Regions from separate parts of the Mus musculus genome. Here regions 2, 3, 4, 5, 6 and 7 are each linked to region 1. Evidence: chromatin contacts called from public Hi-C and promoter capture Hi-C data. All regions are on one chromosome and are shown on one strand. The core of a region is the stretch at or near the end of the contact, and the rest is flanking DNA. Distances in the headings are between cores, read along the strand shown.

Region 1 (3,935 bases), core at 1,016-3,515:
TGACGTCATCGCTGAAAACCAACACAACATTTCCACCACCACCACTGTTGCATATTTTCCATGTCTATGTTCCATACCCCTATAAAGCTGGCATGATCACAATCTGCTCTCTCTCTCTCTCATTCTCTCTCTCTCTCTCTCCTCTCTCCCTTTTCCTCTTCCTCTCTCCAACCCTGCTCAGATATGACCTTTCATGTCTCCCTCCCCATTAATCTTTTGCATGAGGTCTGTTGTATATTTTGATTCTTGCAACATTGCAAGAATTCTTGGCCCCACTCACCAGCACTCACTGCAAAACCCTTTCAGGTCTGTTATCCCACAATGCCTCCTACTAATGTCAGAGTCTACACTCAGTCTCACCAACATGATTGCCTACACAAGAGCTGAATAAGGTCGATGCCAGTACACATGTCAAAGTGGACAGAGGCAGCCTCGACCTCACCCAAAGAACTATAGCATTCTACAGGAATGCTGAGACTGGAAGAATAGTCCTCCCCATGGAAGAGCACACCAACGGAATGGTCACCTTTAAAAATAGATATACAAGTATCTTTTATACAGAGTGAACAGATTGTATGTGTGTATGTGTGTGTGTATGTTTTTAAATGTAATATGTAGCATATGTAATAATGTTGTGGGGTATTCATCAGAGATGACTGTTCAGACATGGGTTTAAGCTAATGGGAAGATTTTGCTATTCAGTATCCCAGTGGAGCACTGAGCCTTTCTTGGAATAAACTTTTAGGCACAAAAACCATGTTCTGGGTTAACCTACTTCAGTAACAAGAACAGATAGCCAGAATCAGCTCTACAGAAGCAAAAAAGAGAGGTTAGTACAGTTAGAGACTTTCCCAGAGTCATGGACTTTGGTGGATTAGGTCTTTGTTTTCATTTTGGCAGGTGCTGCTGTCTATGTGCTGAGTGTTACAGCCTGAATGGCACTTCCATCATGGAGTCAGTTGTGCTAAGGTCTGGGGCCCTGTCACAATAACAATGAAAAAAAAAAAGTCCATGAATTTGATAAACAGCAAGGAGAGGTGGTAAGGTTTGGGGGAAGGAAAATGAAGGGAGAAATGATGTAATTATAATCTCAAAAATAAATGAAAAATATTTAGAATCGTTCAATGAAAACAGTAACAACCACCACCATCTTGTGCCAAAGTTGCATGCAGCCAAGCTCCCATGGCTGTGACCATGGACAGGATGTCTTCATGGAGTCTAAACACTGCTCCACAGACACAGACAGGCCATTTGTCTAAACACTCACAGACACATACAGGAGAAATGGTAGCAGCAAGGACAGTGGGGACCTGCAGAAGTGAGAGAAAGCTAGGGAAAGCTCCCAGTGGGGGCACAGGAGTGGGTTTGAAGAGGTTTCACTGAACAGATCTGAGGGGAAGCAACAAAACACAAAACAAAGTATTTTTCTAAATAGCACAGCAATTTTAAGAGGGCGGGGGTGTCAGCCCAGGAATGCTGGTGGTGCACATTGTAATCCCAGCAACTGAAAGACGGAGGCAGGAGGATCAAATGAGAACTTACACTGCTGGCGATTGAATTTATGGCTTTTCACTTGCTGGACAGGTACTCTACCACTGAGCTACACCCCTTTATAAAGTCTCCCCTCTTAGCCAAACATGGCAAGAAAATCATTAATTCAAGATCAGCTTGAGCAGAAGAGAGGAGAGGAGAACAGAGAAGAAATAGAGAGGGACGGACAAAGTGTTTTGTTGGATCTGTATTGTTTCAGTGCTGGGGACTAAATATAGGACCTCATGCATGATAGATCAAGCACTCTACCAATTGAGCCACAATCCCAGCCTGTAACAGAATCTAGGGTAGGGCAGATTATTTGAAACTGAGTAAATATTGACATTGATTGTACTTTTATTAGTAGTACTGCATCAACACTGAGGCCACGGAGAATAACGTTCGTTGGCGACAAAAACCATACTTAAAAAAACAAAACAACAACAAAAACAAAAACAGAATCAAAAACCTGCATTATGTGTAAGAGTCCATCCTCGCTTTCCCTATGAGTTCTGGGATTTGGATACAGGCTGGCTCAACAGAATCTTTAATCGTTAGAGCCACTTCATTTGCTCAGGTATCATATATTTCTGAGTCTCGCCCTGTTTTAGCGGGAAGAGGCATAGGAATCCCACCCACTGCACACACGGTTTTGCGCGTGCGCAGTCCTGGTCTGGCGAGACAGTTCCCGCGGCCGGGGGGTCAGATTGGACCTGCGAGGCGGAAACACGCCCCTGAGGTTCCGGCGAGCGCAGCCCGGGCAAGAGCGGCAGCATGGAGGAGGCGCCCCACGGTGAGCTATCGCAGGACGTGTGGGTGGTCCCGCTGGGACCGAACCACTCTGACTGTGCCTTCGTCTTCCCGCAGGCTGCCCCGGGGCCGACAGCGCCCAGGCCGGCCGAGGAGCCTCGTGCCAGGGATGCCCCAACCAGAGGCTGTGCGCATCCGGAGCCGGCGCTGCTCCGGATCCCGGTGAGGAAGCGGCGGGCAGATCAGGAAGTGGAAGGGGCGGGACTTGAGGGTGAATGGCAGCGGCTAGTGGGCAGTATTCTAATTGGTTGGGGGGAGGGCGTAGAAGGCGGAGCTTGAGCGAGAGGGAGGTTTTAAAAATCAAATAGCGGAAAAACAGTGATGGAAATGGAGGTTTAGTCTGATCTGCGGTAGACAGGGAACCGAAGGGGGCATTAAAATAAGCTTGGCGGCACAGGCTTGTTCCCCCGGAACTTGAGGGGCAGAAGCAGGAGGATGGCTACAAGTTAAAAGCCAGCCTGGACTACAGGATGAGACCCTGTATGAGTGAATGAATGAATCAGTGAATGAATGAATGAATGAACGAACGAACATTAGGTCGAGTGTGTTGGCACATGTTTGTAATCTCAGCATTTAAGAGGCTAACCCCGGGCTTAGATGAGACCCTGTCTTTATTAAAAAAAAAAAAAAAATCAGTAAATAGGACCTCAAAGAAGGATAGAATAGATAAAAGTGATGTCGGGCAGGTACAGGGCTTAAGTAATAACCGCTACCTCAGTATCCACAAGGCCAAGCACAGAGAGGAGAATGGAAAAATACTGAGATCTTTCAGGCCTGAGTCCTGGCACATGTCCATCACAGGTCACAGAGGCTCTGCTCTCTCTGTGGCAGAGAGAAGGACCCTCCTGTTAAGGAGTCTATCTTTCAGCAGACATGAATGTTCATTATCTCAGTGGAGAGACAGATGGGGGACTGAGAGCAAAGTGGGGAGGAAGCAGGAGCAGGCACGTTAAACTCACCAGGGATCAGCACTGTGAGGGGCCATCTCCAGGGCGAGGAGGACTGAAAGCCTAGCTGGAAGGAAGGCTTTTCAGAGAGAGGCTGGGTTTGGTTGTTGAGTCTCCTGAAAACTGATCTTGAGCAAGAATGCCCTCATGGTGAAGACCAGTCTCCCCACAGTGTAGTCTGTAAAGATTTGAAACAAGACGTGACATTGGAAACCCAGTACGTTGCTGGGATGGTTGCTTCTGAGAGCCTGTGAGTTTCCCATCTGCAGCCCTGGGGACATTGGAGTTGATCATCCCTTGTACTGGGCCTAACCTGTGCTTAAGACACTTAGCATCCATCATCCGAGATGCCAGTAGTAGTCCCTCCTGTGGCATCCAGAGAATTTCTGCAGATGTTAGCAGATGCCTCCTGGGTTCTGTTGAGGAGCTGGGCTTTGAACACCCCACTCTCTCCTCGGAGGGCATGTGCTACTGCATAAATAAGACAATCTTTTCAGGTTGGTAGTGACCGTATTTTCTTCCTAGCATTTATTTTTAGTTTGCTGAAGTGGTATCTCACAAAGAGCCTTAGAAACAGCTTAAAGAGCACTTTGGAAGAGGGACGGGTAGGACTGAGGCGGGGTCATCATCACCTCCTCTACTTCTCTG
Region 2 (3,935 bases), core at 470-2,969, 1.9 Mb before region 1:
ATGGTCACTTCATTCTGCTCTGCTTCTAGGGAAAAGAGATGAGAATTCACCCGGAGCCTGGAGTGTCCATGGGCTCTCTCTGCCCCATCTTCTGCAATTGGCCACACTTCTTCTTTGAGCCCTAACGTTCAGATAATCCAGGGGGCAAGCGGAAAGCAAATAGAGGACATGAGATTCACATTTGCCTCGGCTACAGTTTAGATCAAAGTGTACCCAGAAGTGAGCATGTATTCAAAGCCTGGCCCCTATGCAAGTGTTGATCAGAGGTGGGGATTTCAGTGTGAGCCTGTGTTAGCCCCTGTGTGGGATCATAGGGATCAGACGCCTTCATGGGTAGATTCATCCACTGTTAGATTTATAATCCAGTGGGTGGAACCCTCTGGAGGTGGAGCCTAGCTGGAGACAATATGTCATTGAGCCTTTGGGTCTAGCGCTTGGCCTCCCATTACCTGTGCTCTAGCTCCCACAGTTCCAAAGCAATGGAGCTAGCAATGCTGGACCTCTGAAAGCATGAGACAAAAGAAGTCATTATTTCCTTAGGTGGTTTCTGAAAGCATGAGACAAAAGAAGTCATTATTTCCTTAAGTGGTTTTTCCTGAGTATTTATCACAGCCACAAAAATAAGTGACTAAATACAGCCTCCAACCTTAAGCACTTACCATTCTCAGCATTCTGAACAGGATAAGGTTTACCTAAGGTGTAATATTTGTGTCCTATTTCATTTTATGCTAGACTCCAACTTAGAAAGATCCGGGATCATCGTTACTGGAGACTTGATGACTAGATCCGTTAGTCCTGCCAATTGCTTGTAAGGATGCTAAACGCAGGGTATACATAACACTGGGAAGAAACAAGGGGCATGCTGGCTAACACACTCCGGATCCCTCACCCTCCAATTTGAATCCTCACCACTTAGTGGCTGAGTGATCCTCCAGCCTGCCTGCCTTGCCGGAATAAGGATATTCTAAACGTAACACACTTGTGCCCCTCCCTTTGGCTATCAGATTATTGAAACAGTCAACCCCCAAATTTTGATTTTCCCCAACAGTCCCAAGCTGGGAGGAGATAAAGGTTAATACCAGGGACCAAACAGATGAGTCACTGTCTTCCAGGAAGAGAATTACAACTTTTCAAAACTCCTTGCAGGATAGATTGAAGCCAAAAAAAAAAAAAAAAAAAAAAAAAAAAAAAAAAAGGATGGAGCAATGATGGGCAGTACCATACCCAGACCAGGACTGCTTAGCTATGCATAACTATAGCACTCTACTTAAACATAAATATCCTATCGGTGCCCGAAACATGTACTTGGGTGGGTCATTGTATGTTTTTGTCTTCTGCTTTTGCCTATTAATTGTTTCCTGGGCATACTTAGGAACAATGGTTAAATACAGCTTATTAGGACTCTGATCTTTAATGACTCTAACACTTAAAGCAAATTATTTAACTTTTTTTTCTTGTGCTGGGCTCTCTACACCGCTGAGATTCTTAGCCATATTTAAATTTTTTACAGGAGGGATTCCAAACACCGAAGTGCAGAGGCGTCCCCACTCTGGACGGCCATATGAGCAATCCGACCAGGTGACAGCTGAGCCTCCAGTGGCCGCCACAGGGCTGAGCGAGAGCATCAGGTGTTAGCTAGCGGCTGCCGCCGCGTGCGCATGCGCGACCCGAGCCGGCGCTTGGACCGCGCCTGCGCAAGCTGTCCGTCATGGCGGCTTCCTGAGCCCCATGGCTAGGGTTCCGCGTGGGACTTCAGACCAGTGTCATGGCGGGTAAGAGCCCGGGAGAGGGGGCGGGACCGGGAAGAACCCAGGGAGCATCTTGGCTTTGAGAGCCAAGCTTACACGACCTTGAAGTCTGAACCCTCAGCCTCAGTTTCCCTTTCTGTATGGGACGTCTCGGTTTCCGTGCTGGGTGAGGCAGTCCCACTCTGTCTCGGATTAGGAAGGGAAGGAGAGGCCGGGTTAGCGACTGGCTTCTTCAGAGTGACTGGCCGCTAATGGAGGAGGTCCCTGGAGCCGCTGACGCCGCCCTGCGCGCGTGGCCAGCCCTTTCCTGCACCTCTGAGCCCTGCGCCCTCCAGCTTCCTGGCGTTCCCTCTCCCAGCTCCTAAGTTTTGATTGTCCAGTGGGTGTGCATCCACCTGCCTGGGAGGAGGGGAGTTCTGTCCACCCCGGTAGACTGGTTTGGGGAATAACAGTGGCTGTAACCCTTGAAGAATTCTTGGGAATCCAACTCTGCCGTCTCGGAATTGCCTAGACGACCTGCCAGCTCCCCTACCGGAATGAATTTGCAACATGAAACCTGGGACTGCTTTTCCAGCAGTACCTAGGAGAAACTGGACACCTCTCTATACCATGCATTTTCTAAGTAGAGAAACTGTCTCAAGGTCTCTAGCCATCTCCCCGGGACACTTTTCTATAAACATGATCCTGTAGCTACTTACAAGTTACTGATGATCCCTGAAAGGGACGGTTGTCACGTTTAATCCTCACACAGGCCTCAGTGCCTCCCTATTTCCAGAATGCTGATTCCCAGGCGAAACCCTTAAAGGAGGCTCATGACCTGGGACTTCTCTCTCAGGCCACATTTCCTGGGAAACCTGCTTCATTCATACTTTTAAGTAGACGAAGTCGACCAGAGGTTAGTAGAGAATTTGTTTTCCACCTATATGTTAGACGATTTGGTCCTCATATAATTCCCACTTACAGAATGAACAATGAACATGCATCCTCTGAGGTGTAAATTTGTGTACCATAACAACACATTCTATCCTCTTATTCATGGTCAGTGTTCCCAAAGATGGCAGAGAGGATTTTTTGGACCAAAACCAAAAGCCAAATCTTGTCTTCCATTCAGAACTAGGGGAGCCAGTCTACCTCGAACCAGTAGGTGGTTAGGGCTAGGCTGTGTTTCCTCTGCCTGAATCATGTCTGATTTTTGTTGCCAGTGGTTTTGCTGAAGGCTGAGTACTTCTTTGATTTCATTCACATGAAATCCCACATTGGTTTCATTCCCAGCCCCAGTTCACACCTGCTTACCCGCTTACGTTTTCGCTGGCTTATCATGCTGTGGAGGGAAACAAAGCAAACTCGGAGAAGAACTTTCTGGGTTGGCGCCATTGCCGTTCCCTGGCACTCATCCATATACAAAGCTCCAGCTGTGGGCAGTTAGAGCATGAAGACATCTGAATTATGATAATAAAATTAAACCGTTTCCATCTTCCAGTTTGAAAACAAATGGAGGCTCCTAAGAGTTTGACTCACCGTAAGCACACCAACCACGTAGGAATTGTCCCTGTAGGCACTGGAGAAGGGCAGGTTTGGGCCAAACACATGAAACCAACCTCGTGGCAAAGAAGTCGCCGCTATTTCACACCTGTTGTAATTCAAAGACTCTGCTCAGAGCTTTTCCCACACCTCACCCCACTCCCACACTCCTGCAAGGTGGCAATATGGCTGATAGAGCAGGTCCAGAGAGGAAAGTGATTCCCCCCGAGGTCTGTAGCTGGGAGGTGGGGGACCAGAGTTTATACCTAGTTGCCCAGCTTCGAGGCCCGTCAGACTTCCGCTGGTGCTCTGTGGTGAGGTAGAACAGTTAGTTGGAAGGAAAGCCTTCCTGTTTGCAACCACTGTGGCTTGGATATGGTTTCTAATTGTAGTATATAGTTATATAGGAAAGTATTCCTCAGAGACAGGTAATGAAAGAATTCAGTAGTAAAATGTCATGTTGTCTTCAGTTCACTTTTAAGAGAATTCAAAGGAGAAATCATAGATGGATAGATAGATAGATAGATAGATAGTAGATAGTAGGTAATATGCTTTACTGGATAAGATAGATAATATGTATTAATAGATGATTGCTAGATAATACATTATTAAATATATGGTCTCTTATTAGATAGATGGTCTCTTAGATAGATGGGTATATATTAT
Region 3 (3,935 bases), core at 809-3,308, 1.8 Mb before region 1:
AAGTGAGCACCAGCCCAGTCCCTGGTATTAGCTTTGTCTCATCCATGTCCTAGGCCTTCTGTCTAAAATCCAAGTGTAACGAGGGCTATGAGAGGCCTACTTGCTGTTCTTCAGTGTGGCCAGAGTTCCGAACACTTGTGCGAACCGTTCCCTGTCCAGGATTCGGCCATAGCGTAAGGTGAGGTAGAAGGTCTGCTTGCCACTGTACTGCTGGATGCGTACAAACACATCCTGAACCCGTTCCTGGGATTCTGACAGGGGTATCATGTCTGACACGGCACAGTACGTGTCCTGCCGCCAGCCCCAGAAGGTCAGGTGGGCCACTCGGAGCAGGGTGCCCGACTCGTTCACATACAGGATGCCCACCAGTCTCCGGAAGAAGTGGCTCATCCAACAGAGCATGGCCAGGGCAAAGCTGGCGACCCCACCCAGAAGGCACAGTGAACTGAGGGTCATGAGGCCTTGTGAGTAGCAATAGAAGCCCGGGGGCAGGGCCACCACAGTCACAGCTGTCTGGGCCAACTTCAGCCGCGAGAGGAACCCAATTGCTCGGATGGCTCGGAACCGGTAGATTGTATGGAATGTTTCGGTCTCGGTGCCTGGTGACTTCTCCCGTGAGTGGGGAGACCTGCTCCCCACCCACCTTTTGGAATCCCCCTGCCCAGAGCAGCACCATAGTCCCTGTAGAGGCCTCCTCCATGCAGTGGGCCCCTGCAACCTTGGCACGACTCGAAGGAGGAAAGCCTGGAAGAGAGAGGTTCATTTCAGAAGTCACCCATGCTAATCACACAATGAACAAGACAAAGCATCTCCCAGAAGGGCTTCAACCGCTCCTGGAAAGTCACCATGACTTCCAGAGGAAAGTGATAAAGCCAGACACTTAATTTTTTTTTTTTTTTGGTGGAATTCTATTCTAAATAGGTACCTTCTCCCATTTTTACAACTAAACAAACAAAACCCTAGTCGCAGTTAGTGAGATAGCCCATCTAGTACAGGTGCTTGGTACCAAACCGGGTAACTTGAATTTGATCCCTCAGGCCAACACGGTGAAGGAAGAGAAATTACTCACGCAGTACGTCCTGGAGCCCCGTATGCCAAAGCACAAGCATATGCACACAAACTAAACACACAAGATTAAAACAAAACAACAAAAACATTTTTAAGAACCTAAGCCCTCCCCCACCCCACCTCACAGCCCCAAGTACAGGGAAACACGGGCAGTCTGGAGCTCGGACGGGCCCTTCCTCCTAGGCAGGTCTAAATGAACATAGAAAACCTGTCGTTTCAGCTATTCACTAGAGACCGGGCAACAGCGGACTTGAAGGACCGCCCTTCCTTAAGGGGTAAATCAATCGGTGTCAGAACCCCACACAACAAAGCCGTGGGGTACTTATCACAGGACCTCTGCAGTTCTCCGAGTGCCTTGCGCGGCCAGAGAACCTCTTTGTATCATTAACCTGTCTGGGAAGGAAGCAGAGACGTGAGGCACGGAGGCCCTCAACACACTGCCTGTGGTTCTCTGGAGTGAGCAGATTCTGGGCTTTGGAGTCAAGAGGACACTAGCTGTGCATCCTTCTTCACCCTTCCAAAGAAAACCTCAGAATACGCTGAGGGAGACACGGCTCTTAAGCTCTGAACCGGGTGTGTACGTACGAAGTGGCAGCGACGCAGACCGTCCACGTGACCCAAGGGCCCGGGACAAAGCAGGAAAACAGCCCAAGCTAATAGACTCTGGCCTTCCACTGGCCGGTTTCCCGAATGGTCAGCCCAGGCGTCCTGCCTGCCAGTCCTAGACCCGACCGGGGACGGGGAGCGCGTTCCCTCCTGACATTCCTACCATGAGCCCGCCGCCTGCTACAGGACGCACGCTGTACTTGTCACCGGAAAGTTGAAGGGCGCATGCGCGGGCGGTTAAAAACCCGCATGCGCTAATTCAAAAAAAAAAAAAAAAATTACTATGGCTTGGGAACTGTAGTTCAAATTTTGTAACCGCCACCGGTGTTCTGTGAACCATTAGGGAATCTTCCCATGGTGCCTTGGAACTCCAGGGCTCGGAGCGGACCCGGAAGTTCCGGGTAGAGTTCCGGGTAGAGTTCCTGGTGCGGTCGAGGTTTCTGACTGGAGAAATGGCCACTCTCTGTCTCTTCGACATGGATGGGACCCTGACTGCCCCGCGGCAGGTAGGCGGCGCCCGGGAGGCTCGCGGTGGTGGAGCAGAGCCCTTGCTGCCCTAGACCGCGGTAACGACTGTCCGGGAACCAGGAGACGCGAGTCCTGAGCGGGGTCCTGAGTGGGGTGCGCAGGGAGGGGGCCCCCAAAAAACCTTCCGAGTAGGAAACGTGTTCAGAGTCTGAAAGTTCGGGCCTGAGTTTCTTCTCGGGCCCTCGGGGCTGGTGACCTGGCTTGAACTCCAGCCTCGGCCCTCTGACCTGCTGTTTCGCCTCCCCAGCCCTGTCACCTTTGGCTGTCTCTTCTAATATACCAAAGGCAGGTTCTCAGTCGTCTGACCTTCAGCAAATCTTTCTCGGAGCCCTTGAAGCCACTTTAACTGGGGCATTGCCTGTTGCTTGGGATGTTTTGGTGAGGATCACTGAAATTCATGACAGTTCCTCGCCAGATCAGGCCTCAAAAGTGAGCCCCTGCAGCAATGGGGACCCAGGTAGTAATAGGCTGTTTGCTGAAAGGATCAAGGATCCAATGGGACTTTGTTCCGCTAACAGATTTTGCTGTTAGGGCCAAAGATAAGTTTGTGTGGTTTCGTTGTGGTGATGACATTCTTTCTGCCTCCTATACACAAATTCGTGGTTGAGCAGAAATCACTCAAACTTGACACTGGGCTTAAATAGCTTGGGTGTCTCTGCCCCACTCCTTTTAGATTTCGTGGACTGTTCCAGAAGCCCATGTTAAGTGTGTGTAACCTTAGATATGTGAGTCTTATCTTTTTAATTTTTTTATTCCTTTGCAATTACATGTGTACAGTGTATCTGATCATATTCACCCCCAACCTTCCTGTGCTCCCTCTGGGGAACACCTACTCACACATCCCTCTTCCATTTTCATGTCCTTTTTAAAATTCTTATTTTAATACCTCACTAAGTCCAGTTAGTGCTACACACTAACACACCCCAAGTGATGGGCAACATATCACCCATGCTGGAATGTTAACTGACTTGATCTTGTGCAGGGAACCACAGTTGCTGAATTCATGCAGGCAACAGCCATATAATGTCCAGAAGACAGCATTTCATTCGCCACGCTCCTCCCCGTCCTCTGGCTCTTACATTCTTTCTGTCCCCTGAGCCTGGACAGGGTTGATAAAGGGCACTTATTCTTAGCACTTTGTCCAGGTATGCGTCTGCATTGACCACTGCCACTACAAAGAGAAACTTTTCTTACCAGGCTTGAGAGTGGCATTAATCTATGGATATAAACATAAATATTTAGAAGGCAATTTGACAAGATTTCCATTTAACAAAAAGAACACTAGTAGGTTTCCCCATAGTGCCTGTGAGCTCCTGAGTCATAGCTTTTGACCAAGTACTTTACCAGGCTGTGGAATAGATCTTTGTGTTTTGTTTTTTTCGAGACAGGGTTTCTCTGTATAGTCCTGGCTGTCCTGGAACTCACTCTGTAGACCAGGCTGGCCTCGAACTCAGAAATCCGCCTGTCTCTGCCTCCCGAGTGCTGGGATTAAAGGCGTGTGCCACCACTGCCCTGCTGGTTTTTTGTTTTTTCAAGGCAGGGATTCTTGGTGTAGCTTTGCCTGTCCTTGAATTATCTCTGTAGACCATGCTGGCCTCGAACTCATGGAGATCCCCCTGCCTCTGCCTCTGCCTTCTGAGTGCTGAGAATAAAGGCATTTACTGTCCAGCTGCTACCATTCTACCATAAGGAAACTGAAGTAAAACTATTAAGACGTGGCACCTCCGTTTCTT
Region 4 (3,935 bases), core at 700-3,199, 1.7 Mb before region 1:
ACAGGATTAGGAGACAACCCGTCCCTCCAACAGCCCAGCTGGGACGCCCCCTCCCCTGCCTCCCTCCCCTCAACTGCCAGGAAGCTAGAAGCTCCAGATTAGAGTCCAGAAACCCAAAGCAGTCCCTTCCAATAACGTCATCCCACGGGGCAGGCCAAGGAGACCTCTTGGCCTCCTAGCCCTGAATTGCCTCACCCCACCCCCAGTTCTGCTCACCTTCCAGCCTGATTGTTTCCATCTTCTCCTAGACCCACTAATTCCCTGCCTCAGTTTGACAAGGACCTTGCAAATCCCAGTAGCTCAAAGCTATAGAGGCAGTCCCAGCCACACTGCAGAGCAGAAGGTGGGCTTAACAATAGTGGCCCTAAGGTGTGCACAGTCACACTAGGAGAACCCTCCCCTCCCACAGCTGCCAGATATGAGGCACAAAGTCTTCCCCTTGCATTCGCAGGACTAAGAAAGCCAGCTCCCCCAACCCTAGGCTGGGCTGAAGTCAGCTTACTCTGACCCCAATTCAGCTCATGGTCACCCTGGAGGGTGAGGTGATGCAAGGGCACAGAGTGGCAACCAGGCTGTCGTCACCCAAGAGGCGATGATAGGGGGGAGGGAGGCCAAACTCTGAGGAGACCCCTGTCCCAGACCAGGGAATGGCTGAGCTGAGGCTTAAGGATCACTTAGGGACACAATGAACAGTCAGAGTCACAAAGCCGCTAGAGAAGGCCCTGTGGGAAAGTTCGAGCCTAATAGGACAAAGAACAGGAACATGGGACACAGATTGTAATTCGAGTTTTTAAGTGGTTTGAAGGATCTTGCTGTGGACAGTTCCTCTGTCTTAGTCTCCCCAGTGCTGTGAAGGAGAAGGAAGTTATTTACCGCAGCTGGCCTTGAACTAATTATGGAGCCACGATTGAACCTGAATCCTGAATCCTTTTTACCTCCCCAGTGCTGGGACTGCAGGCATAACCCACCACTACTGGTTTAATGACCAATTATTTTTCATTCTCTCCCTCTGGCTTCAGCTTGGAGAGAGAACATACTAAAAGCACCAAGAAGTAACAGTATGGTCAAGAGGGGAAGGTTTTTAAAAAGCCCCTATTTCTCCAGACACTTAGGCTAGCCAGCTCCCTCTATTCCAATCGGCGGGGAAGGGTGGGGGGGTCTCCTATTTTGCAAAGGGGCACCTCCATCTCTCAGAATCCAGGCCCTGAAGGAGAAGTGGGAATCTACAGCTGACCCTGCACAGACCTAAACTGCAACCTCAGAAAACTGTGAGCTCAGAGCCTGGTTTTTTTAAACAAAAAGCAAAACCCAACCTTGCATTTCCGGCCTGTAAACAGGACCGCCAGTCCCGGTGAAGTTTTCCTCTGTGCCCTAAGGCCCCCATCCTGGCGCAAACACCAAGCGAGCGCGCCCTGCCGCTCCTCCTCCCTACAGGCAGCCAACCGCGAGGGGTCAGGGCGGTTCCCCCTCTCCGGGCCTGGCTACTGTCCCGCCGCCCAGCATGCAGCTGGCGAGGCCCGGCCGTCGAGGACAGCTCCGCCTTCCTCTAGCCGCGAGTCTCCAGCACCTCCAGCCCGCCAGAAAACGCAGAGGGCGCGCCTCCTACGCTCAAAAAACAGGTGGCCCAGAGAGAAGTACTAACCGAAGTCAGACAAGTATCGGTGTTGTGGCCACACCCACCCGTCTCCCCTTGGGGACGGTGAGTAACCCGCGCTCCCCAAACTAGCCCGGGCGACTGGAGCACGTCCCGGAGGTGGGGGTGGGGGGGCACCCATCACGGAGCTGGAGAACGAGAAGGCCCCACAGAGGGGAAGCAAAGTGCAGAGCAGGCCTCGGCCCCGTCCCCGCGGCTCCAGAGATCCCGCGCACCATCACGCCCATCCCTAGGGTCCCAGGACCAGCCACTTACCTGGCGACACGTCCTACTCCTCCAGCTGCTGCTCTTCGACTGCAAGAAAAGATCGGGGACTTGGGGCGTGGCCGCGGGGCAGGGCGGAGTGTGAGACCACGCCCCTTGGAGCTCCGGGCCAATGGACGCGCGGCCCGGACCTTGGACTGGTCGGGGAGGAGGAGCGCGGCACAGCTGCTGCCGCAGGACCTTTGTGTTGATGCCCCGCGGGCGGGAGCCGGGGACTCGGCAGCGGCTGGAGGTGTTCTCCCCGCCACTCGCGGGTCTGCGGGCGCCCAGTGCCGGCCCGGTGCCCGGGAAAGTGGCACAATCGGGTCTCGGCGTGCTGTGCCTGCCACTCCCCAGCACAAGTCCGGCCCCAACCTGCCCTTGACTCGAGATAAGCGGGCGCCTTTTTTTTTTTTTTTTTCAAGAATTAAGAGATAGAAGGAAGGCGAGAGACAGAAAGGGAAATATAAAAATGAGAGGAGGGAGGAGTTGTTTTGTTCGTTTTCTATTGTCTAATTGATTTATTCTTCGTGGGCTGATTTTGAGACAGGATAGCCTCAGACTCCCTAATGGATTTGAGATGGGTGTGGGCACCAACCCCATGTTTTTTCAATTTTTATTTCTACTGAATCCCTGAAGCTTTATGTACTGGCTGGTTTTGTGTGTCAACTTGACACAAGTTAGAGTCATCCGAGAAAAAGGAGCCTCAGTTGAGGAAATGCCTCCATGAGATCCAACTATAGGACATTTTCTCAATTAGTGATCAATGAAGAAAGAGCCCAGCTGGTTGTTGGTGGAGCCATCCCTGGGCTAGTGGTCCTGGGTTCTATAAGAAAGCAGGCTGTGTAAGTCATGAGGAGCAAGCCAGTAAGCAGCTGTCCTCCATGGCCTCTGTATCAGCTCCTGCCCAGTTCCTGTCTTAACTTCCTTCAATAATTAACAGAAACATGGAAGTGTAAGCCAAATAAACCTCTTTCTCCCCAGTTTGCTTTTTGATCAATGGTGTTTTCATGGCAGCAATAGAAACCCTTAAGATACTTTATCTGTGGAAGTAAATGGTGTTTCTTCCAATTTTCAGAAAAGGAAACTGAGGCACAGAGACATGCTGTGATCTATCTCCATGGCCAACAAAGAGAGCAAGCCCTCAGCGTGACCCCCCCCCCAGGGTCAAATTCATATTTCCTAGGTGTGGGAAAGAGGTTCCCTGTAGGTGTGGTAGGCAGCAGCCCCCAGTCTTCCAAGAGATAGCTCATCCCTACTGAGACCCTCTAGACCTACCCCCAGGGCATGCTGAACCATCAAAATCAAGAAAGCCAACTCCTCAGGCAAAGAGAAGGGCTCCCTCGGCTCTCTGGCAGGGGGACTAGAAAATGGTACAGTCACCATTCAGGAAGGAAAAAAAAAAAAAAAGACAGATGCCCAGGCACGTGCCCACGAGGAGACTGAAGTATATAGTCACACAAGCTTTTTGGACCCCTCCATGATCGGTTTATTTATTTTTGAGGCAGTCTTCTGTGACCCAGTATGATTATGAACCATGGCTGTCACCTTTACTGGATCTGCAGTCACCTAAAGAGACAAGTCTCTGTGTATATCTTCTTGGCTAGGGAAATTAAAACGAGAAGGGCCGCCCTAACTGGAGACAGCAGTAAAACCTTTTTGGGTTTCGCCAGCTTGCTTTCCTGTCTTCATGATGGGTGCATCTGCTTTGTTGCTGTTGCTGCTTCCACCATCCTTCATGAACATCAAAACCTAGCGTTTTCCACCTTCCAATCTGGACCAAAGACCAGCGACTCTCCTGGAATCCTCCCGATGTTTAGTGCTAGGTTGGGCATTCTGTGTTCCTCTGTTCTCCGCCTTCTGCTTTGCAGCAGTGTCTCTCACTAATCTAGAATCTTGCCATTTTAGCTCATCAGCAAGCTCTCAGGAGTCACTCATCTCAACCCCAGTTCCCAGCGTTGCAAGCATGTGCAGCTATGCCTGGCTACTCCTGTGGGCACTGAGGGCTCCCGCTCAGATCTGTTGCCTGTAGAGCATG
Region 5 (3,935 bases), core at 875-3,374, 1.7 Mb before region 1:
CAGGATACGCCTCACAAAGCCTTCCTTCCCAAGCTGGTCATAGCTCTGACCCCCTCCAGCTGCTGGCTCTACCAAACCCAAGTAAATAATGGTGCTAGCCATTAGCTCCGGTCTAGATCCCATTTGCAGCCCGGCTTGTGAGACCTACCGAAGTTGTTAACTCTAAATTCGGCTATTCTGGACTTTGGAAGAAGTTATCAACCCTTCCTGATCCTAATTGACAACAGCACAGTACCCTATTTGCGGAGTGCAAAGCTAAAATAAGACTGTCTAACGTGCACTCCCACACCAAAGCACTATACTAGCTCACATGGCCACAGCCCTGAAAGACTGCATTTTCTACAGAATTAGCGCAAGAATAGAAAACTGAAAGCCACAACACCCATTAAACACTAAAACTCAAATACTAACTTTGATAGAAAATGAAAGTTTCACGAGAAAACTCTGGGAAGCAAGCATGAAGCCCAGGATATCATGGGTAAAAAAACCTGTGAAGATCTTCCACCACCCTAATCTCGTCAAAACTTTGGACATAGACATTTTTCCAGATACAGTCTGTATCAGAAATATGCCCCCCCCCAGCGCTGTCCAATCTTATTCTCACAAAGCCCTAGAGGAGCAGTGAGGAAGACTTGAAAGGAAAACGGATGTTCACGTTCCGAGCAACTCTCCACTTTAGACGTGCATGAAATTATAGCATAAAAGGAGTACACTAATCTCCCAAAGGTGAGTTCCATCAGCTATTTGGTTTAATCGCACTTGCCAGACACTCTGAAATTACTGATTTGCTGAGGCCAAGAGAAACAGCCTAGTCCTTGGCATGAACTTCAGCTTCCCCCTTCCCCCGGCCCCCTAGGGCCTTTTTCCCTCTGCTGCATGGTCAGACAATTGTTTGATTCCCACTGATCACCATCAAGTTATTCACAGGGGGGGTCAAGAGTCAGTATTCCTAGCCTAGAGCATGCTACATCATACACAACAAATACAGTTTTACCCCAACTTCCTAGGAACCTTCATTCATTTATGAAAGCCACTATCACTTGCTGAACGGTCCATTCATTGCCCCTCACTGGGATTCCTGCCTGTCTGACCCCTTTAGGGCAGGTAACCGCGCATACTGCCTTCACTTAAAGTACCAAGTCAAAAGAAAAGAAAATGACCAACCCAGCATGAGATCCCGAAGCCAGAGTCCCTCCACTGCGCTTTCACAGCAAACCTTGATAGCGAAGCTCTACAAACAGTATAAAATCCAGTACCAAGATAAATTCCTGCGGCTCCGGTAGAAAACATAGTTACCTCCAGAACTTAATCTGCTTCTGCAGTAGGCCAGCCATGTGCGGCGGAACTCCATAGTTTCAAGCACACTTTTTAGCCGGACGTGGACGGCACCACCTACAGCCAGGTACCCAAACTCCTCCACAAGCCCAGGTAACTTATAAACTAGGCGAACCTGAGTACTTTCCCAGCAAGTCCAAAGGCTGAGGGCAGCTGCGCGCCTTGCAGGTGTCTCCGCAATTAAGCGCGACGCCCGGCAGAGCGCTCGGAAGTTATTGGGGGGAGGCTCTCCGGGGGCGCGTTCAGAAGCAGGTGCAGGGGAACCTGCGCACCCGCTCCCATACCCACCCCAAGAGCTCAGGGGCCGGGGAGCAGGCCCAACCAGCCTGGCCAGAGCCACACACCCCGGAAAGAGGACGGTCCCCGGGGCCCGCCTCCCAACCTGGGTACCCGGAGCCAACACACCTCGATCCTAATTTACGACTCCGGCGCTTTGTGCCCAGCAGCCCGTGCGCTGCACAATGCGTGAACTCGGGGGTCCGGGGCCACCCCCCGCCGGGCCGCATGACTGTGCAGCCCCGGCCCGGCAAAAGCGCCGGGCCGAGCGGGGCCGAGCGGCAGCCCGGCCTGGTTAAAGATGGCGAGGCCCTCGCGTGGCTCCCGCGGCCGCCCGGACCACAATGAAAGCGCCGGCCCCGCTGCGGGCCTCACCTTCCATCTCCATGTCCTCGGGCTCGCTCAGCTGCTGCTCGCCCGCTTTCTGCTGCTGCTGCTGCTGCTGTTGGTGGTTCATGTCGGCCGCGGCCTGGGCCTCGCCTGCGGCCGGAGGCCCGGGCTGCGGGCCCGGCGGGCGGGCGGCTGCTAGCAGAGGCGGCGGCGGCGGCGGCGGCGGGGCGGCCTCCTCCTCTTCCTACCCGCGCGTCGTCGGCGGCGGCGGCCCCGGGGCGGCCCGCGGCGGGCGGCGGCGGCGGCGGCGGCGGCAGGGAGACGCGCACGTACTTGCTCGCGATTCGCCCAATCTCGGCGCCGAGGCGGGCGGGCGGCGGCGGGCCGAGCCGGGCGGCCTCCTCGCTCGCTGCGGCCGCCGCTGCCGCCGCCGCCGCCGCCGCCGCAGGGCCCGCCTCCCGCCGCCGGGGCCGGGGCTGCGGGGCCGCGGGCCGGCCGGGGGCGGAGGGCGGCCGGGCGGGGGCCGCGTAGTCAGCCCCGCCTCGGACCGGGCGCGGAAGGCTGGAGGCCGGGCGGGCCGCGGCGAGCCTGCGGGCCCGGGTGTGGGCTGCGGCGGCGACCGCTGAGGCTGCGCGGGCGGGTGACCGGCTGGCCGCGCTCGGGGCGCTGAGGCCTCCGCCTCCTCGGCGTCGTCGTCGGGGCTCCGGCAGCGGACGCGGCGCCCGGCGGCTCGGCTCGGCTCAGCTCGCTCTCAAAATGGCGGCGGCGTGAAATGTCACATCCGCATGGGGGGCGAGAGCGGAGCGAACGAGACGAGGGCGGGCGGCGGGCGGAGCGGGAGGCGGAGCGGGAGGCGGAGCAGGGAGCGGCCCGCCCGCCGCCACCGAGGAGCACCCACCCCGCGCGCCGGCCGCCCGCCCGCCAGCCCTGCTGGAGCGGGGCGCCGGGGTCTCCTCTGTGAGGCAGCGGAGCGCAGCCCAGGGCCGCGGGGCTCCGGCTGAGGGTAGGGGTGCTCGCGGGAACTGGGCTGGACAAGGAGCCCAAGGCGCGGCGCCGTTTTACGGCCCGTAACCGGCCCCGGGATTCTCACCCGGGCAAATACGTGGGAAACTTAACTCTTTTGCACCCTAGATCCAATAAGGCAAAGTGTAGTCCTTCGGCTCTCACCTATCCCAGCATTCATTTATTTCCTCTCTAGGAGATCAGGTTGGCCACGATCGTCCACTGGGAAAGAGTCTCTCGGGTAGTCCAAGCTGGCCTGGAACTTTTCATGGTGCTTGATGGACACCTGATCCTCCTGCGTCTACCTTTCTAAGTTTTAGGAGTCAAATTTTTTTAAAAGCGAACTTTTCAATACAAGAAATTTGAAGAGGGAAAATCTGATTGATTTAAGGCCTAAGCGCCAACTGACTTGGGGGGGGGGGGGTAGCACATGCCTTTTTAATCCCAGAATTTGGGAGGCGGAGGCAGAGGCTGAGGCAGTAGGATCTCTTCGAATTGGAGGCATGGCCAAGCCAACCAGGACTCAAACAAATCAACAACAAAACAAGAACATCTTGGCCTGAACGCTTCCCATCAAGGAACTTCCTCCTACCAGGTCCCAAAGGCACCTGATTCACCAGAAACCTGCCCCTTCCTCCTTCCCAAGGTCACCCAGAGTTGGGTGCAGGGGGTTGGGATAGTCGTACTGCAAATACTATTGAACAACTTGCTTTCACAAAAAATTAATTAGTAATAATAAAAAAAGAGCCTTTTCTAGCACTTCATGACTTGCAAGGAAAATAACCAGCTAGTCCAGGAAAAAAAAAATGCAACAATTTGCTATCTTGCCTTAGGACACCAGTCAACCCAACTTCCCTTGCTGAAGTTCAAAACCTAAACAGAGGCCAGCAAAATGGCAGAGTGGGCAAAGGTGCTGTCACCAAGTCCTATGACCTGAATTCCAGCAAGTTGGCCTCTGGTTTCCACTGTGCATGCTGCAAAAGCGCACACAC
Region 6 (3,935 bases), core at 998-3,497, 1.6 Mb before region 1:
CCCTGTCTCGAAAAACAAAAAGCAAAAAAACCAAAAAACGTAATCCCATGGTTTAGAATTGGGGCTGAGAGCCCTGGGGCGGGGGTTACACGTGGTCGTGAGCTTCCTGGAGTGGCTCCTGGGAACTGAACTTAGGTCCTTCCTTAAGAGGAACAGCAAGTGCTGTTAACTGCTGCACCATTTCTCCAGCCCCTTCCTTCTTGCTTCTCTGGGTCAGGTTTTGATTTGACAGGATCTTGCTTAGTTGACTAGGCTGGCCTGAAACTACTGTGAAACCCAGGCCGGCCTCCAGGCAACCTCCTGACCCAGCCTCCAGAGTACCAGGATAGCTGCTAACATTCATTCTTTCATAGTTACTGTTATCCCTTATTAACAAGAGGAGAAACCAAGGCACAGAAGATGTAAGTGACCAGTTTCAGGTCACTCAGCCAATGAGGCTATAGTTGTAAATGCCGCTATTCTATATGCAAACTGGAGCTCAGTGAATATCTATTACTTTGCATAGTCAGCCATCTCCTGTTGGCATCTGAGACTCCTCAGGGTGTGGTAGCACACACCCCACCCGTAACACAGTAGGAGAGGCAGGAGGATCCAGAGTTCCAAGCCTGGGCTACGGAACTGCGCCTTACGTCCAAAAACAATGCAAACAGACATTTGACTCTAGGCCTTGGACCTTGGAGCATAGCAAGGAAGAAGAGGAGGAAGAAGAGAGGAAGAGGAGGAAGGAGAAGCCGCTGTCATTGTTTTTCTACGTCGTTCATTTTTTGGTTTCCTTTTTCTGGTTTGCTTTTCCACTGCACTGCCACCCACTTCCTTATGCTAAGACTTTAAAATGAATTACATTCTGGGCACACTCACCTCCCTTCATCCCGCTGCTGCCTGAAGCTCAGGAAACCCAGCTGGAAGCAAACAGGCTTATCTTTAATATTTTAAACTTATATTTTATTTACTTATTTATACAACTGTGGAGTCTGAGGGCAATTTGTGGGAGCCAGCTCTCTCCCTGCACCGTGGGCCCTGGGGACTGGACACATGCTGTCATGCATGAGGGCAGGGGTCTTTGCTGTGGAGCCCACTTGCCAGCCCATCACAGACTCGTCTTCCATTTGTTTCTTCACATATTTGTTCCTTTGCGTCAGGCAGGGTCTCTTGTAGCCTAGGCTGGCCTCACACTCACTGTGTTCCTTAGGGTGACATTGAATTTCTGGTCCTTCTGCCTCTGCCTCCTATATCTGCAGACCAAAGATTATAGGCAGGGACCACACAACTGCCTACTGATTGTGTGCGTGGGCTCAAGCACACGTTGTAGTGTGCAAATGGACCAGTTCAGAGGGCAGTCTGAGGGAGTAGAGCTAAGGGCAACAGGGCAGGAGGAGCTGTCTTTTTTCTGCTGCCAAGTCCCCCCCCACCCCTTATGAGGCAGGGTCTCATTGGATCCAGTTGACCTTGAGCTCCACCTTCCAGGTACTGGGATTACAGGTATGTACCCCAATGTACAGTTCCTGTGGTGTTGAGGAGAGAGCCCAGGGTTTCCTGTGTGCTATGCAAGTGCCCTACCCATTGAGCTGCATGCCCATGTCCAAGATGAAATATGTTGAAGCCTGGGAGCGGAGTGACTAGAGTGCAGGTAGATGGAGCTGGATCCTAGCCCAGGTCTGTAGTCCCTTGGTATTTACGGGGCAACCTCTAAACAGGCTCCCCACAGGCTTCTCTGGGAGGCCCTGTCTGTTCCAGCTACAGCCAGGCTGCCACTGAGCCTCATCCAGTTGCTGAGCACTCACAGCACGCCTGTTCCTCTTCCTCCTTTCAGCCTGTGGCTCACTGGACAAGCAGGATTGTTTACAGTAAATGGAAACCCAACTTGTTCAGGAAGCTCGGCCTGATACATTACAATGTTATTCTAGCCTGTAATGTACCTACCTGTGGGCTTTCAGATACAGCCAGGCTGTCTGGAAAAGGACCCTGAGGTTTCAAGCTGCCTTTTGGGGTCAAGGCTAGGGACTGCAGAACCCTGGGTGCTTTTCTGGTCCCCCTGAACTTCCACGTGTGCATGCACCCAGACAACTGCCTGTCTTAAAGGTCATGAAGCGCTGGGACGTAGGGAAAATTACCTGCAGACCTGGTTTCCCTAGGGTTCAATAAGGCAGGGCCTTCTCTGCTCTATTTCTGAAAGCTCAGTACTCTGTCTGGCACCTGCCCCCGGGGTTGGCCCGAAGCTCAGCCTCAGCTCACAGTCCCTGTGCCCTCTAGTGGTCACTTGGAGGAAGGACTAGCTCAGGGAGATGAGGTATGATGGTCTCTTACACTTGGACATTACCGGGTAAAAATAGAAAGCTGAGGGCTAGCGAGATGGCTCAGTGGTTAAGAGTGCCGACTGCTCTTCCGAAGGTCCCGAGTTCAAATCCCAGCAACCACATGGTGGCTCACAACCATCCGTAATGAAATCTGATGCCCTCTTCTGGAGTATCTGAGGACAGCTACAGTGTACTTACATATAATAAATAAATCTTGGAGAAAAAAAAAAAATAGAAAGCTGAGGAATGGGGAAAGCTCCGGTCAGGCACCTCATTCCAAAGAATGATGCACATTTAGTCTCAGCTACCTGAGAAACTGAAGCAAGGGGATCACCGCTGTACACTCCCTCCCCACACAATTAAAAAAAGAAAGGGGAGCCAGGTGTAGTGGCTCATGCCTTTAGTCTTAGTGCTCTGGAGGATCTCTGTGAGTTCTACGGTGAGTTCAAGGATAGTCAGAGCTACATACTGAGACCCTGTCTGGGGAGCAGGGTAGGGAAGAGTAAAAGAAAAACGGGGTTCTGAAGAGATGGGTTAAGAGCATTTGCTACAGTTCAGTTCTGGCTCAGAGCCCTCTACAACTCCAGTTCCAAGGGATCCAACATGCTCTGGTCTTCAAAGTGAGTTCCAAGACAGCCAGGGCTATACAGAGAAACCCTGTCTCGAAAAACCAAAAACAAACAAACAAAAACCGAAAAAGCACGTGTACAGGCAAACAGGCAGTCACAGAGAAGAAAGTAAACCCATCTTTCTTAGGCATTTATGTGTTCATTTTTACATAAGTATGTGTCTACATGAGTTTATGTACAGCACATGTGTGAAAGTCCCAAAGAAGACTCTAATTCTAATTCTTTAGAATTGGGGATGCAAGCCACCTGCTGTGGGTGCTGGAAACCAAATCCAGGTCCTCTGGGAAAGAAGCAGGCGTTCCTACTGAGCCATCTCTCTAGTCTCAAATAACAGAGAGAAGAGAGAGAGAGAGAGAGAGAGAGAGAGAGAGAGAGGGGAGGGGAGGGGAGGGGAGGGGGAGGCCACGATAGGCAGTCTATTTTGGTTGAATGAGGCTTGCTCCGGCAACCCAGTAGAAAACTCTACAAGAGACGGAAAAGCGAGCCACGTTCCCAGAGTCAGGTGCCTGACACCACAGAGTCCCCAACTCCATGATTCTGTGTCTATAAGTCAGGCAAAGTCCCAAGCTCCTGGCATTCTGGCTAGACTCCACCCCCAGTTACCTGGCAACAGCAAGATAGCCTAGCCCACTATAAAAGGAGCTGCTTGGCCCCTCCTCACTCTTTAAGCTCTCACCATCCTTACTCTCATCTCTAGCCCTCCTCTCTCTCCCTCCCCCCCACCCCCCTCCACGCGGCCATGGACAGCCTCCCTCTTTCTACCTTCTTTCTCCCTACCTTCCTACAACAAAGCTCGGAGACTGTCTCTGCTCATCAAGGCCCACTATGCTTCAACAATGGGATAGGCTTTCCCATAACCAGCCGCATCTAACCTCCCGTTAGAAGGCCTTCCTGCGCTCCAGCCACTGACCAGACCAAGGTCTCTTACCCACGTGGGAACCACCCAGCGCCTCCCTCTCCCCCGGCCCTCTCCTTCCTTCAGCACCAGGTCCGATGGCTGAGAACCTGGTGC
Region 7 (3,935 bases), core at 491-2,990, 1.6 Mb before region 1:
AAAACAAATAAACAAACAAGGGGCTAGAGAGATGGCTCAGAGATTAAAAGCACATGCTGCCCTTCTAGAGGACCCAGGTTCAATTCCCAGCATCTACGTGGCAGCTCACATCTACAACTCCAGTTCCAGGGCTTCTGACACCCACTCCTCCCGCCATATACATATGAAGGCAAAACATTAATGCACTTAAAATAAAGATTTTATGAATCATATATTAAAATATGAATTATTTATAAAGCAAATTATAAAAAATAAGATAAAATATAACAATAATGTAATGTTACATATTATCTAATATAATACAAAAATAAGTAAAATTAAAATAAATTATACATAAAACAAAATAAAAAACAAAAACGCATCACAAGGTGTGGTGGCAAAGGCTTTTAATCCCAGCGCCCAGGAGGTAGAGGCAGGAGGATCTCTATGATTTCAAGGCAATCCCAAAACTACCAAAAAAAAAAAAAAAAAAAGTTGTTTCAAGAAACAAAACAGGCCGGGCGTGGTGGCGCACCGGAGGCAGAGGCAGGCGGATTTCTGAGTTCAAGGCCAGCCTGGTCTATCTACAAAGTGAGTTCCAGGACAGCCAGGGCTATACAGAGAAACCCTGTCTCGAAATACCAAAAAAGAAAAAAAAAAAAAAAAAAAAAAGAAGGAAACAAAACAAAGAGCACCAGCACACCTGGCTTTGAGCCTAGTCCTAAGGAAAATGGAATATGAACTTTCAGAGAGTCCAGAGATTAGGCTCTGGGAACCAGACAGATCAGGGAGAAGTCCGGAGAAGCCAGAGCAGGCAGGATCAGATCCTGCAGGACTTCCATCCAGTACAGATGGCATACATAAGCTGTCAGCTCAGAGGCTGAGAGGTCCCGTCATTGTGCTGCCCTCTTGTTCCCAGGCTTCCAGACCTCTTTCCTGGCACTGATCACTCTGAGTGAGCAGTGCAGGGGCCCGGGTGCCAGCAATTGCACATGGGGGGCGGGGGCGGGACGCGGCGGTCGCACGTGTCCCGGGAGCGTGCATGGGACAGGTGCCGGGCCGCTACTAGCGCTGGGCGCACTGTCCGCCAGGCGGCCCTGGTGTCCAGCTCCCTCCGGTCCCCTTCTCCGGGAAATCTCGGTGAGCGTCCCCAGGTCGCTCACACCTCCGGAGAATTTTCCTTTGGATTCACACGCTTTACTTGCCCCACTAAGGTTGGGAATTCTGGCATTAAAAAAACATAGAAAGGGCGCTGCAAACAGAGGTAGACTGCACTTCTCAGGAACTCGAGGAGTCAGCACATAAACACTGCGTGACCATGCACTTGCAAGCCCGGGAAAGGCCCCCGCGGGGTGCGGTCACCCGGCGGAGTCACGTGACTCTCAGACGGGGTGCGGGAGCGAAGCGAGCACCGCGCAAGCGCAATCCCTTGGCTCCAGTGTACAGATATTTCTTCTTCTGCTTTGGTTGGTCGCACGCAAACACTGTCAACTCCTCCCTGCTCTACAGTCTTCAAGTTCCCTGACATTTACTCCTTCCCCCAGCCCCCCGCCCATTGATGACATCAGTTCGACAGGCGGGTAAGCCAATCAGAACGCTGCGTTCAGGGGCCAGCACGCGGAACCCGTTGCGGCGGGCCAATGGGGAAGGTCGACGGTGGGCGCGCCCCAACCGCCTCCTGCCGGGGAAGCGCCGCTGGCCAAGTGGGCGGCGCTTTCCAGTCAGCATGTGGGCGGGGGAGGGCGGGGCCCGGTCGCCGCAGAGGCGTCGACGCCGCCGCCGTAGACGACGTTCCTCAGTCTTCGAGGTGGGCTCGGCGGCGCAGGCCGGACAGGGAACGCCGGTTGGAGAGCGGCGGCGGTCGGACCGAGGCCGCGGGGCCGTGGGTGGGCGGTAAAGGGGTGCGGGCGAGGCTAGGGCAGGGTGCGGCACCTCGGAGCGGGGTTGGTGGGCAGAGGACTCGGGCTGTGCGGGGTGGGTGCCGGCTCCGCGGGCTTGCACAGAGGCCTGGGCCGGCCGCCGGGCCCCTCGTTCCCGGGCCTGTCGACGACGACGTTCCCGCGGGGACCGCGCTTAAGGAGGACGCGGCGGCGGCGGCCAGGCCGCGGGAGGCCGCGGAGGATGGAGGAGCGGAAGGAGGAGGGCGAGGCGGAGATCCAGGAGCACGGGCCGGAGCATTGGTTCTCCAAGTGGGAGCGGCAGTGCCTGGCCGAGGCCGAGCAGGACGAGCAGTTGTCTCCCGAGCTGCAGGAGGAGGCGGCGGCCGCCGCGCAGCCCGAGCACAAGCAACAGAAGCTGTGGCATCTCTTCCAGAACTCGGCCACGGCCGTGGCTCAGCTCTACAAAGGTGAGGCCGCGCCGCCATCTTGGCGCCGCCCCGGCCTGCGGAGCTGCTCTTCCCCCCGGTTCCCGGCTCGGTCCCCGGGACCTGGCGGCTCCTCGCACCCTGCGGGGATAGCCGGACGACTGGGAGGGGAGGGCCGTGCCGCGGACCCCTGGCCATCTGACCCGCAGGACGGCGACGGAGGAGCTACCCTGGGAGGGGGAAAACTACGATGAAGGATGGGGAGACCCCCGATTTAGAGTACCTCCCGAGGGTCCCCACGTACCGGTCCGGGTGTCCCCGGTCGGATCGTGGGGGTAGGGGAGGAGTCCCTGTCACAAAATGGCGAAGGAGGCGGTGGGGCGGCCCTATTGTGCCCCGAGCCGGCCTCGGGGCGGAGACTGCTAGGGGCGCTTCCCTGAGCCTGCCGGGCGGCGTTCGCCACTCGGGTTGCGCTGTTGTCAGGTTCCCCTTCCTCGACCCAGTAACTCCGGTCTCACGCTCCCTTTGGGATCCCCAAATCCTGAACAAAATGGCGAAACCTAATATGGCCGTTCCGGAGTGAGTGACGCCCAAATAACATTCTCTTCTTTCTCTATGTCCTTGTGTGTGTCTTTTTCCCCCCCCTATTGTTTTTTTTCCCCCCTTTTTGTTTCCAGACCGAGTGTGTCAGCAGCCAGGACTTTCTCTCTGGGTCCCCTTCCAAAACGCAGCCACCGCCGTCACCAACCTCTATAAAGGTAAAGATAACCTTGCTGTCTTGCCAGGGTAGGCGGGGAGGGAGGAAGGGCAGGCCACGTTCCGGTTGACAGCCGATGTTCTGAGTGTGTTTTCTCCTCTCAAGTTCAGCTTCTGCTAACCTTGAATGCCTTGCAACTTGAGAATATCTGTGGTGTTCTAGCTAGATATCCAGAGGCAATTTTTGACACGCCTCCTATTCCTCCCTCGGGGACGTATGACAGTGCCTACGGGACACTTGGTTGTCAATCTTGAGAGGGGGCTGCTGGTTACTCTACAGTGCCTGAGACATCAATCCCCTAGCTCCTACCCTTTAGCAAGGATTTAACGCAGTCTGCAAAGGGCTGAGATTAAAGCTCTGCTGTGGAAGACAAGACAGGTGAGCCTTGTCTGGAAAATGATTCAATAGAAGCAATTACCCAGAGTCTGCAGATTCTTGACTCTGGCCACTGGGAGCATGGCAGTGTAAAAACATTGGAGTTCTTTGAACTCTTGCTGATTGGATTGGAATTATGAATGTTGGCCTGCATCTAGTAAGTTCATCAGATCTTTCCTTTCAAAACTATTTTGTAATTTGTAATTGACTGTAAGTTGGTGGCGTCTGTTAGAAGAGTTTTGAATGGATGGCTTTGTTTTTGGTGTCCTTTTTTTGAGTTCATTTCGGATCTGATGACTGAAGGTGTGTAGGTATAAGGTCTTGCTTGCCATTTTACTGTTGGTAACAATAGGTTTGTGCATTAATATAGCTTTGGGATTTTTCTTCTGATAAAATAATTTGGGATTTGATTGTTAGTATACATGCTGCTATGTGAAAGGCTTTCAAACGTTAAAAACAAACAATCCAGTAATATTGTTATTCCCTGAAATTCCAGTAATGGAATTTCGTTCAGGGAAT

The links. Promoter capture Hi-C pulls out the DNA fragments that hold promoters and counts their contacts. Hi-C and Micro-C count contacts between places; a contact is called where the count stands out from the background. Capture Hi-C pulls out chosen DNA fragments and counts their contacts.
Region 2: a promoter capture Hi-C map of pre-B cells shows a contact between it and region 1, with 4 times the contacts expected there. The contact joins the promoter of Mettl22 here to the promoter of Nubp1 in region 1. A contact is called at or near these places in 3 of 39 promoter capture datasets (the C10 cell line, embryonic stem cells and pre-B cells), 2 of 115 datasets of contacts at active chromatin or transcription factors (large pre-B cells and pancreatic cancer cells) and 1 of 9 other capture datasets (liver).
Region 3: a contact with region 1 is called in a promoter capture Hi-C map of adipose tissue, with 4 times the contacts expected there. The contact joins the promoter of Pmm2 here to the promoter of Nubp1 in region 1. A contact is called at or near these places in 2 of 39 promoter capture datasets (liver and pre-B cells), 2 of 115 datasets of contacts at active chromatin or transcription factors (cardiomyocytes and large pre-B cells) and 1 of 9 other capture datasets (adipose tissue).
Region 4: a promoter capture Hi-C map of pre-B cells shows a contact between it and region 1. The contact joins the promoter of Carhsp1 here to the promoter of Nubp1 in region 1. A contact is called at or near these places in 10 of 39 promoter capture datasets (the 3T3-L1 cell line, 3T3-L1-derived adipocytes, the C10 cell line and 5 more), 1 of 484 Hi-C or Micro-C datasets (B cells) and 3 of 115 datasets of contacts at active chromatin or transcription factors (embryonic forebrain, extraembryonic endoderm stem cells and large pre-B cells).
Region 5: a promoter capture Hi-C map of pre-B cells shows a contact between it and region 1. The contact joins the promoter of Usp7 here to the promoter of Nubp1 in region 1. A contact is called at or near these places in 5 of 39 promoter capture datasets (the C10 cell line, cranial neural crest, frontonasal cranial neural crest and 2 more), 1 of 484 Hi-C or Micro-C datasets (B cells) and 3 of 115 datasets of contacts at active chromatin or transcription factors (acute myeloid leukemia, large pre-B cells and pancreatic cancer cells).
Region 6: a contact with region 1 is called in a promoter capture Hi-C map of the HPC-7 cell line. The contact joins the enhancer-like site here to the promoter of Nubp1 in region 1. A contact is called at or near these places in 2 of 39 promoter capture datasets (the HPC-7 cell line and hippocampal neurons) and 3 of 115 datasets of contacts at active chromatin or transcription factors (astrocytes, large pre-B cells and pro-B cells).
Region 7: a Hi-C map of uterus shows a contact between it and region 1, with 4 times the contacts expected there. The contact joins the promoter of 1810013L24Rik here to the promoter of Nubp1 in region 1. A contact is called at or near these places in 5 of 39 promoter capture datasets (cranial neural crest, hippocampal neurons, liver and 2 more), 3 of 484 Hi-C or Micro-C datasets (CD8 T cells, regulatory T cells and uterus), 8 of 115 datasets of contacts at active chromatin or transcription factors (astrocytes, embryonic forebrain, embryonic hindbrain and 5 more) and 2 of 9 other capture datasets (adipose tissue and liver).

The regions. Positions count from the first base shown.
Region 1 is chr16:10,409,673-10,413,607 of GRCm38.p6, forward strand. Nubp1 (nucleotide binding protein 1) reads left to right here and starts at 2,266. Exons shown (of 11, transcript NM_011955.2): 1 at 2,266-2,323; 2 at 2,398-2,502. The coding sequence starts at 2,305.
Region 2 is chr16:8,469,094-8,473,028 of GRCm38.p6, forward strand. It overlaps Mettl22 (methyltransferase like 22), which reads left to right and starts at 1,720. Exons shown (of 11, transcript NM_146247.1): 1 at 1,720-1,772. It overlaps Gm30012 (a long non-coding RNA gene), which reads right to left and starts at 2,058. Exons shown (of 5, transcript XR_384641.4): 1 at 1,850-2,058; 2 at 450-502; 3 at 1-121.
Region 3 is chr16:8,635,649-8,639,583 of GRCm38.p6, forward strand. It overlaps Pmm2 (phosphomannomutase 2), which reads left to right and starts at 2,059. Exons shown (of 9, transcript NM_016881.3): 1 at 2,059-2,180. The coding sequence starts at 2,127. Tmem186 (transmembrane protein 186) reads right to left here and starts at 2,063. Exons shown (of 2, transcript NM_025708.5): 1 at 1,838-2,063; 2 at 1-744. The coding sequence starts at 1,840. The coding sequence ends at 97.
Region 4 is chr16:8,670,204-8,674,138 of GRCm38.p6, forward strand. Carhsp1 (calcium regulated heat stable protein 1) reads right to left here and starts at 1,950. Exons shown (of 4, transcript NM_025821.2): 1 at 1,910-1,950.
Region 5 is chr16:8,736,218-8,740,152 of GRCm38.p6, forward strand. Usp7 (ubiquitin specific peptidase 7) reads right to left here and starts at 2,125. Exons shown (of 31, transcript NM_001003918.2): 1 at 1,987-2,125. The coding sequence starts at 2,068.
Region 6 is chr16:8,767,019-8,770,953 of GRCm38.p6, forward strand. No RefSeq gene overlaps it. Among named protein-coding and RNA genes, the nearest start is that of Gm25805, 2.7 kb to the left of the region's middle. Within about 2 kb of position 2,248, at least 67 of the 459 cell types and tissues checked have an H3K27ac peak or open chromatin away from gene starts, as enhancers often do. A contact at or near this core is called in the HPC-7 cell line, where this site is marked.
Region 7 is chr16:8,828,360-8,832,294 of GRCm38.p6, forward strand. 1810013L24Rik (RIKEN cDNA 1810013L24 gene) reads left to right here and starts at 1,741. Exons shown (of 4, transcript NM_001081400.3): 1 at 1,741-2,326; 2 at 2,962-3,042. The coding sequence starts at 2,101.